3 separate regions of the Hordeum vulgare genome follow, and regions 1 and 3 are each linked to region 2. Evidence: chromatin contacts called from public Hi-C data. All regions are on one chromosome and are shown on one strand. The core of a region is the stretch at or near the end of the contact, and the rest is flanking DNA. Distances in the headings are between cores, read along the strand shown. Region 1 holds the start of LOC123425320 (oligouridylate-binding protein 1-like). Region 2 holds the start of LOC123425321 (protein TIFY 10b-like). Region 3 holds the start of LOC123429696 (SPX domain-containing protein 6-like).

Region 1 (3,149 bases), core at 42-2,541, 400 kb before region 2:
TGTTAAGTGTAACATCAAGAATAAAAGAATCTACATGCTTTGAGTTTGCGATGAAAACCTAATCGGTCAGGAAAAAAGGTATGCGTAAATGCAAAATACTGGAAAATGTCATGTAATAACAATGTAAGCATTTTACATCAGGTGCATGACAAGGCAAGCACAAAACTCATTATTTGGGTGAAAGATACTTAAAAAATAACCCACAATGTCAAATCATTTGGGTAAAAAATGATACAACAGAGCGGCAAGGTTAATGCAGCTCCCAGCTAGAATTGGATGAGTAAAATTTAATCAATCAACCAAAAGGTCCAGAATACCATAATTTGAAACATTAGCAGTCTTCCACCTAATCAGCATCACAAGCAAACCACTAACTAAAAATCAAAGTCCTAGTACTATCACTCCAGACCAATAAGTCCTCAATCCCGTTAAGAAACTTAACCAAACAGGCTGAAATCATCCTATTGGTTTTGCAAAGTGAAACAAATGAGAAATCCTAGAACCGGACTCTTACCAATTACTCGCTACTCATTCACTCCAACATAATAATATATAAAAACGTCCATATAACCTGGAGACTGTTCCCTCGCTTAACTGGACATCGAAATCAAACGCTAAGCACCTTAAGATCACTCGCTATGCTCCTTATACCCGAAACGAACAGAGTGAACTTGATCATTCGCGGCCAGTTAGAACACTACTGTCCTAGGTTTCTACTTAGGCAGCGCCGACAGAATCCAGTCCACTCTGACACTGGAGACACGCTGAACAGCGGAATTCCACGAATCCCCTGGCTCAATAAACAATCGCTCCATTTACCAAAAACTGCTTCAGACTAGAAGCACCTCCCAAACCACCAAGACAAAGCGGGTAACAGGGGACAAACCCAAACGCCCGCAGGCTACAGCCGTCCCCGATGTTCGAACACTAGGCTCATCCAAAATCAGCCCTCCGGCGGACCAAACTTCCGCGGGACGCCGCCGTGCGGGCGGGCGCGGTGGGGGAGCGGGTGGGTAGGTGAGCGGTAACGTACGGACCTGTTGCGGCGGCGCGGCGCCGAGGAGGTGGTGGTGGGGCGGCGGCGGCATCGCGTACATGGACTGCAGCGCCGCCGCCTGCTGCATCATCGCCGCCGCCTGGGCCTGGTTCTGCTGCGGCAGCATCGCGCGGCCCCGCTGCCCAGTCGACGGTAGATTGGTGGGGTGGGGGAGGGGATGGAAGGGTCGAGAAGGTCGGGGTGGAAGAGAAAGAGAAAGAGGGATGAATGAAGGGAAAGGGTAGAGCCTGTTTGTTTTGCCTCGTGTCTTGGGTCGGGTCTGTCCCTGAATACGTGGGCCTGGAATCTCGCTCGCTAGTTTTCGGTTTTGGGTCTCCTCCCGGCGACCCACCGGCGACCCCTGTATTATCCAGTGTTAATCCTGCCTAAAAAAAACAGTGTTAACAACGCGGTCCTTTTATATACCCGTCGGTCCTAAAATGTAAGACTTTTTTACACTATGATAGACGTGGCTTTATAAAAAGGAAAAAGCTAACGCTCTACCGGCTGATCGCGCGGAGAGCTCCGCCACCCACACAGCCGTTGAATCGCTTGATCCATGCTTGATCAGGCACGTTCTTTTGCATAGTTTGTTATTTCTCTTGTTGTTTCTGCAACACGGCCACTGTTGCAGAAAGAGAAAGGAATTATTTTTTGCAACGAAGCGATTGTTTCAGAAACTCAAGCGTTGTTTCAGAAATTACTAAGTGCCCAGTCGAAATTCGTGCATAGAAAAAAAACTGCAACAAAGTGATTGTTTCAGAAACTCGAGCGTTGTCTCAGAAATTACGGGTGATCAGCCGAAGCGCGCGCGAAGAAAAACAACCTGCAACAAAGCGATTGTTTCAGAAACTCGAGCGTCGTTTCAGGAATTACTGGATGCTCGGATGAAGCCCCGCGTGCAGATCGGCTGGATGGAGATAATCAAACGGCTGTAAAGGTGACGGATCATTGGAAATAATCCGTCGGTGGACGCGTAGCGTTGCCCTTGGGCAACGCTACGCGTCCACCGACGGATTATTTCCAATCCGATTCACACGTGGGGCTTTGGCCTAATTCCTGAAACAATGCTCGAGTTTCTGAAATAATCGATTTGTTGCAGGTTTTTTTTCTTCGCGCGCGCTTCGGCTGGGTATCCGGTAATTCCTGAAACAATGCTCGAGTTTCTGAAACAATCGCTTTGTTGCAGTTTTTTTTTCTTCGCGCGCGCTTCGGTTGGGCACCCGGTAATTCCTGAAACAACACTCGAGTTTCTGAAATAATCGTTTTGTTACAGTTTTTTCTTCGCGCGCGCTTCGGCTCGGCACCCAGTAATTCCTGAAACAACGCTCGAGTTTTTGAAACAATCGCTTTGTTGCAGTTTTTTTCTTTGCGCATGTTTCGGCGTTTTCTTCGTTTTTGTTTTGCAACGTGTGTATTGTTGCGGAGGAAAATTTTGCGACACATGTAAAGTTACATGAAAAAAACACGCGTCGTACAGAGGAGCCGGCGGATCGCTCGCGTGCGATCCGTCGGCTGAACGTAAACTTTTCCCTTATAAAAAAGGACCGCGTTGGCCAACAAATCTTTCTAAAAGTTTCGCCGCCTCCGTATACATTCAGCGTCATCCTACGGTCCAATCCCGCCCACACCATTGCAATAAAGGTAGTGTTGCAGAACTTTGCAACAAAGCTCGTGTTGCGGAAACATTTGCAACATAGCCCGTGTTGCAAAAACATTTACAACATAGCCCGTGTTACAAAAACATTTGCAGAATTGTTTTTTAACACAGATATGTTGCAGATTTTTTTTCTTTATTTTACATAGGTGTTGTTGCTGAAGAAACTTTTTACAACATAAATAATGTTGCAGAAAAAATGCAATGAAGAATAAGTTCAGAAACACCGCCAACAGCACCACCACCGTTCGACGTCGTCGCCATGGTGCAAGATGAGCCCTCTTACGTCCCTCTGTAACATCCTCGGCGAACGCTTCAACATCGCCGCCCAGCCCGGTCACTGTATCATGTCAAGGCAATCAGTGGTGTACCACATGGTCGTTGTCCTTGGCGTCATTGACGCATCTCCCCTTGCATGAAGTGACAGCACCCATGTCTTGTTCTTGCAAAATGAGC
Region 2 (2,836 bases), core at 47-2,546:
ACCATAGAAGATGGTGAGCTGGCTCTTGTCTTCCTCCCTGAAATTCATTTGCACGCAGCAATTAATAAGTATAGTTGCGGACTAACCTCGTTCTTTGGGAAACCATATTTTTGATTCGTTTAGAAACAAACTGGGCTCGATCAGCCGTGTTATATCGGCAAGTACACGGTTTAAGGTCGATTAGTGACACTTTCGAGCATGGGCAAACTTAGTAATATTAATAGCTCCGAGGATGTATGCTTGATTGCTCCATCCCAAGAAGAAATCATTTCAACCAGGGAGCAGTTGGTGGCAAATATAGAAATCGGTTATCGCAATCACTCTCAGCTAGATTTCAGGCCTTGCAGAATCCAGTACCGTTCAGATAAACTCGACATCTGACTTTCATGTGCATGGATTATGACTTGCGCTAATAGGCACAAGGCTAAAAATGGAGTAGAGGAAAGTGGCATGATCCAATACCTGGTAGCATCGGGGGCGGCGGCGTCGTGCAGGCCGGCGCTCTGCGGGAACAGCTCCATGGTCTCCTTCTTCCTGCCGGCCTCCTCGCCCTCCGCCCCGGGCAAAGGGCTCTTGGTGTCCGCCGCCCTCTGAGCCTCGGCCTCACCTGAAACCCAATCGAAGCCTCCACAGATCAGAGAGCTGGATTTCTTTCTCAATTCACTCCACCAGCTACCAAATTCCAGACCAAATCGACGCGAGGCGGACCTTCGTCCCGAAAATTCCGAAAACAAACCCAGATCTCGCGCGAAATCCCCATACAAGAGAACAGAAACATTTCTCCACGAATCGGAACGCAACCTCCCCAACCAACCAGTAAATAAATGAATGAAGTAGCGAACAGCAGCCCCGCTCACCCTTGTTGATTCCGAGGCCGAGCTCGGCCGCGGCGGCGCCGTTCTGGCGGACGTAGCGGCTGAGCAGGCTGCAGGCCATGGCGAAGCTGGTCGCCCTCTCCCCCTGCCTCGCGGAAGCCGCCGCCATCTCCGATCTCTCCCTCGGCTCCACCTCCGAACCTCCTCCCCTTCCTCCGAAGCTAGCCGCGGGGCGCAGACGGAATCGACGAAGCTCGCTCGTGGTTGCTAGTCTCGCGGCGGTGGTGGTCGTTGGCTCGGCTCGGCTTGCCTTCCTCGTGCTGCTGCCTGTCGTGCGTGCGTGCGGGATGGTGGTGTGTACGCGTCGTGCGCGTTGCGCGTTTATAAGGGAGGACGCGGTTTCTGCCTTGGCGAATTGAAATCTATTCCAGCCCCCCGCGGTGGAAAAGCCCGATTAATCTAGTGGGAGCGTGGGTGCCATTTCGATGGTTGGATTGGTTTTGTGCGTTTATATTAAAATTGAGCGGGGAGGGGACCGCGATGATTGCTGGAAATTTCGCACGTGGTTCGTGTGGTGTGGAGGTGGGGGGGCTTTCGGGGCCGGCACCTTTCGAAATTCTCTTTCCTTCTTTCTCTTTCTCTCTCTCTTCTTGCTTGCTTGCTTTGATGATATTTTCTCTAAGCGCGGGTGGGGCCGCCTTCCCCATGTGCGCGTGCTGTTGAGTGTTAACCGTGCGACTGCGATCGTGGGGCGTACTGTGGGAGTAGAACGCGAGCGGAGGGAGGCTGGGCTACGGGGGTGTTTGTTCAGATCCGGGTTTTGACCTCACACTGCTCTCTCACTGTTCCCTCGTGACTTCTTCTCACGTTTCTGCCGGTCTTTGCTCTCTTTTTGTGTGTGTGTGTGTGCGCGCGCGCGCGTGTGAAATTGGACTTTCATGGATTAACTAGGAGGATTAGAATTAGGGACGCATGGTTAGTTCAAACCAACAATTTTGACTGTGAAGCGGGACGATTTTGCGGGAACTCAAGGTCCGGACTCCGGACATAATGAATCCTTTATACGCCTGTTTAGCATTACTCTGTTTCATTAAAATCAGTTTCGTTTCATCAAATTCACTTTAAAGTAGTTTTATATAGAAGTTGCAATCATTTTAAGAAAATGTATGCTCTCATTTAGCTCCAGCTTTATGAATAAAAAATTTGATAGAATGGATCTATTTAATTGGATGAGAGGTAAGAAACAAAGAGGTATCCACTTACTCGTGGCAGTGATGGGTAATTTTCTTTCAACTCCAACTTCTATAATTTTATGAGCACCTTCTAGAGACCTTCACAAAAAACAAAGAGTTGGACCCAAGATTTTAGTTTTTTTGCGGAACGGTATATCGTGGAGTTACCCCGTTTGGCTTACGTTTTTTAAAGCGGAGCTGAATTTTCAGAAGCAGAGTAGTCCCAAACAGGCTCTAAGATTCATAATGCAAATTTAAAACCAGATTGCGCTACAAAGTTTCAACACAACTGGAGTTGAGGTAATATCACTGAAAGTCACATAACTTGCGCTCAGTGTTGAGTTTGATTCTAAAACTTGTAAAATACAGAATTGTAGTCACTTAAGTTGTTTCAGCATGAAAATTCGATGCTTTCGACCATATTCGGTCATATAGCATGCATGTGTGGTGTGCCAGCATGGTGTAGGCCCACCTGTCAGTGTCTGGAAGTATTTTTTTAAGGGATAACTCCCTTACTTTTCATTTATTCACATACAAATTAATTTAAAAATGAAAAAAAATCACACCATGTGATATTGAATCCGATGATCTGCTAGCTTGCACTAGACGCCTAACAAACACAACTACCACTTATATATCCTATAAATACGAGCCGTACAAATTATCTTAAATTTGAAATTTTAAACTAAAACGAGGAGCACAACGTTTTGAACATGTGAATGCCTTGTCGAACCATGTTTGTGCGCGGACTAAGGGCATCTCAACGACGACACACAAATCACCCGCATC
Region 3 (3,145 bases), core at 478-2,977, 480 kb after region 2:
CAGGTCCTTGTTGTCTGCTTGTAGGTTCGAGCTCCGTGATCCGGAGTGAGAGGACAGGGGGTCCTCTTCGGTGACAACTTGGTGTGAGTGGCGGAACGAGGCCGGGTGGTTTCCCCTGGTGGTTGACCGTCTTCCTTGTTGGTAGTCTATGGTGTTTTGGGGTAGGGTGTGGATTCTCTTGTATTTCTTGATTTTCTCCGATCTTCTTTGTGAGAGGTTATCCTCATCTCCTTGTATTAGTTTGGCTGTGGTGCTTTATATATAAAGAAGGACGGAAGCCTTTTTTCGATAACGTGGTATATTCTCCAATGCAAATATACTTATCGGTGTAATCAGCTGGAATGCCATATGCTATTGCTCTCATTGTCACCGATATTTTTTGGTATGTACTAAATCTAAGCAACCCGACGGCATTCCTCCGACGAGTTAAGAAACAACAATCTTTCTCACAAGCTTGAGTAATGCGAACAAAAGGAGATCTACACATTCGGTAATGCCTACAGAAGAGGTGAGCCGAATAGGTTGGTAACTCGACAAAGTAGTCTTTCATGAGAATATTGTGGCTGAGAGCTCAGTTGCCCAGAATGCAAAGACGGCTAACCTTCGATCCGTGGTGCTTTTTCTTCTTGTCGACTTCAAACTCTTAGGCAAGTTGCAACAAGAGGAGGTGCTCGACATCATCGTTAAAAAACATCTCCTCTATGTAGGAATCATCTGAATCCGACGACGAGGAATCCATCTATGAAAATAAATCTGGGACTTTGTCACAATCACCCCTTGGTCGGAAATTAAATCGAGAGGAAAGACCTATATATTAGCTTTGGTCGGAACCAAATCCGTCACCCCAAACTTCCGCACCCCGATCAAATAGAAATCTTTCGCCACCGCCCCTTACTTCCCCTTGGCCCCATGTCCGTGGCTTTGGCACGCCTGGATGACTGTGTAGCTCACTCACGGCTGGAGCAGTTGGATCCGCCCGTAACGAGCCACTCCACGAAGCTACCGGTCGGATCCATGGCGTCGGCTGCGGCCCGCTCGCGGGGAAAATTAGCCACCCAAGCACCAATCTTGGTGAAGAAGATGCGAGCGAGGACGACCGAAGCTCTTCATGGCGCATAGTGGCCAGGGGAAGCAAATATCATCGAAGGTTTACAACGGGGGCGGCAGCGGAATGGCGAGTGCGAGCAAAAAATTTCTCCCGCCACTCGAGAGAGGGAACCTTAAAGAGGAGGGGAAAACGATAGATTTAGCAGTTACGGGTCATAGTACATATTTTTTTTACGGGTCAGGTTGATATATGAATCTGATCGTAATTTGATTTCATCCAGATTCTATATATTGACGGTTATTTAGTGGGGCGAACGGATTAACGTATCCCCTAGAGTTGCTCTAACCTACTCCTTCCATACCACTTCTATAAGCTCACGAGTTCTGGATCAATATAATATATGACGTTTTAACAGTTCATGGTACAGAGTCGGTACTAAGTACTTCCTCCGTCTCAAAATAAGTGATTCAAAAGTGACTCAACTTTGTATTAAAGTTAGTGCAAAGTCGAGTTATTTTTAAATCACTTATTTTGGGATGGAGAGAGTAGTAGAGAGGAGAAGGATTTCAAAATCTCAACGAGGGTCCCTGCGACCAACCGTTACACCCGTCGTCCGGGTGCCCATAGCCACGGTCTCACGCACACCGCCCCACGCCCCACGCCCCTTGCCACGCTTAGCATATGCCGGTAAATATTCCAAGAACGTCGCCATCTTCTTCCTCTTCCTCTCCTCCAACCGCTTACCTCACTAACCACGTACGTACGGTGCCCGCGCCTATATTACCAGCACTCATCGCCGCTTCACCCCTCATTAATCCGCCAACACCACCGATTGCTCACCTTCATATCGCAGATTGTCGTTGCATTGCCCTCGAGGAGGCGAGATTAGTTGATTTCGGTTGGGGATTAGTTGAGCAGAAGGCAGTCGGCGGCCTCTGGATTGATTTGCACGCCATGAAATTCGGTAAGTGGCTCAAGCGGCAGATCGAGCAGAGCCTCCCGGCATGGAAGGACGAGTTCCTGAGCTACAACGAGCTCAAGCCCGTCATCGGCGCCGTCTCGCCGGCCGAGTTCGTCGCCCGCCTCGACGTTCAAATAGAGAAGATCAACGCCTTCTTCATCGAGCAGGAGGAGTTCTTCATCATCACCCACAGGGTACGTGTACGCGCTGATTGCTAGCCAGCCAGTCCCAATGGCTTCGCCTGCCCTGCGAATTTCTCTGACGGTCCGTGCGTTCTTGGTGGTGTGTGTGTATGTGCGAGCAGGAGCTGCAGGGGGCGATCAGGAGCGCGCTGGAGAGGAAGGTGGCGGTGCCGGCGGCTGCGCACGAGGCCGAGATCGCGGCGATCCGGAGGGAGATCGTCAACTTCCACGGCGAGATGGTGCTGCTGCTCAACTACAGCAGCGTCAACTACATCGGCCTGGCCAAGATCCTCAAGAAGTACGACAAGCGCACGGGCGCAGGGATCCGGCTCGCCGTGATCGAGACGGTGCTGGTGCAGCCCTTCTTCACGGTGGAGGCGGTGTCCCTGATGGTGAGGGAGTGCGAGGCCATGATGGAGGCAGTGTTCCCCACGGCGCCCGGCGAGGGGCAGGCGGCGGCGCGGCGGGACCGCGAGGCCCTGGTCGCAGCGGAGCAGAGGATCTTCCGCAACACCGTGTCGGCGCTCCTGGCCATGCAGGACGTGCGCAGCAGCAGCTCCACGCGCGGCCGCCACTCGCTGCCGCCGCTCAACCTGCCGGACTCGGACTGGCTCCGCTCCTTCTAGCCGCCGCCGTCGTCCCCCATTCCATTCCCCGTCCAATGACCCCCGCCGGCCTCTTCTTGGTGGCCTCACCAGCCACATCCACAGATATGTAATTGGCTATCTGTAGTTTCTAACTTCTTTTTTTGTTTCCCTTTCTTTTTACCACGCTGGTGTAAGATGGTAACAAGATGTGAGCATACAAATTCATACTACTGTGCATTATGTTATGCTCCTATATAAATCTTTGTCAGGACTCAGGACACTAACCGAGCGTCAAATCTAGTTGAGTTTGTGCTTAAATATGGTTGAGTGCGTCGTAGAAAATTAAATCTCATTCAAACTGCCATGA

The links. Hi-C and Micro-C count contacts between places; a contact is called where the count stands out from the background.
Region 1: a Hi-C map of seedling shows a contact between it and region 2, with 2.8 times the contacts expected there. The contact joins the promoter of LOC123425320 here to the promoter of LOC123425321 in region 2. A contact is called at or near these places in 1 of 6 Hi-C or Micro-C datasets (seedling) and 1 of 1 datasets of contacts at active chromatin or transcription factors (embryo).
Region 3: a Hi-C map of leaf shows a contact between it and region 2, with 4 times the contacts expected there. The contact joins the promoter of LOC123429696 here to the promoter of LOC123425321 in region 2. A contact is called at or near these places in 3 of 6 Hi-C or Micro-C datasets (leaf and seedling) and 1 of 1 datasets of contacts at active chromatin or transcription factors (embryo).

What each region holds. Positions count from the first base shown.
Region 1 is chr2H:100,294,719-100,297,867 of MorexV3_pseudomolecules_assembly, forward strand. LOC123425320 (oligouridylate-binding protein 1-like) reads right to left here and starts at 1,292. Exons shown (of 12, transcript XM_045109003.1): 1 at 1,038-1,292. The coding sequence starts at 1,163.
Region 2 is chr2H:100,695,531-100,698,366 of MorexV3_pseudomolecules_assembly, forward strand. LOC123425321 (protein TIFY 10b-like) reads right to left here and starts at 1,297. Exons shown (of 5, transcript XM_045109004.1): 1 at 858-1,297; 2 at 463-607; 3 at 1-37. The coding sequence starts at 984.
Region 3 is chr2H:101,173,264-101,176,408 of MorexV3_pseudomolecules_assembly, forward strand. LOC123429696 (SPX domain-containing protein 6-like) reads left to right here and starts at 1,728. Exons shown (of 2, transcript XM_045113706.1): 1 at 1,728-2,203; 2 at 2,314-3,062. The coding sequence starts at 1,730. The coding sequence ends at 2,817.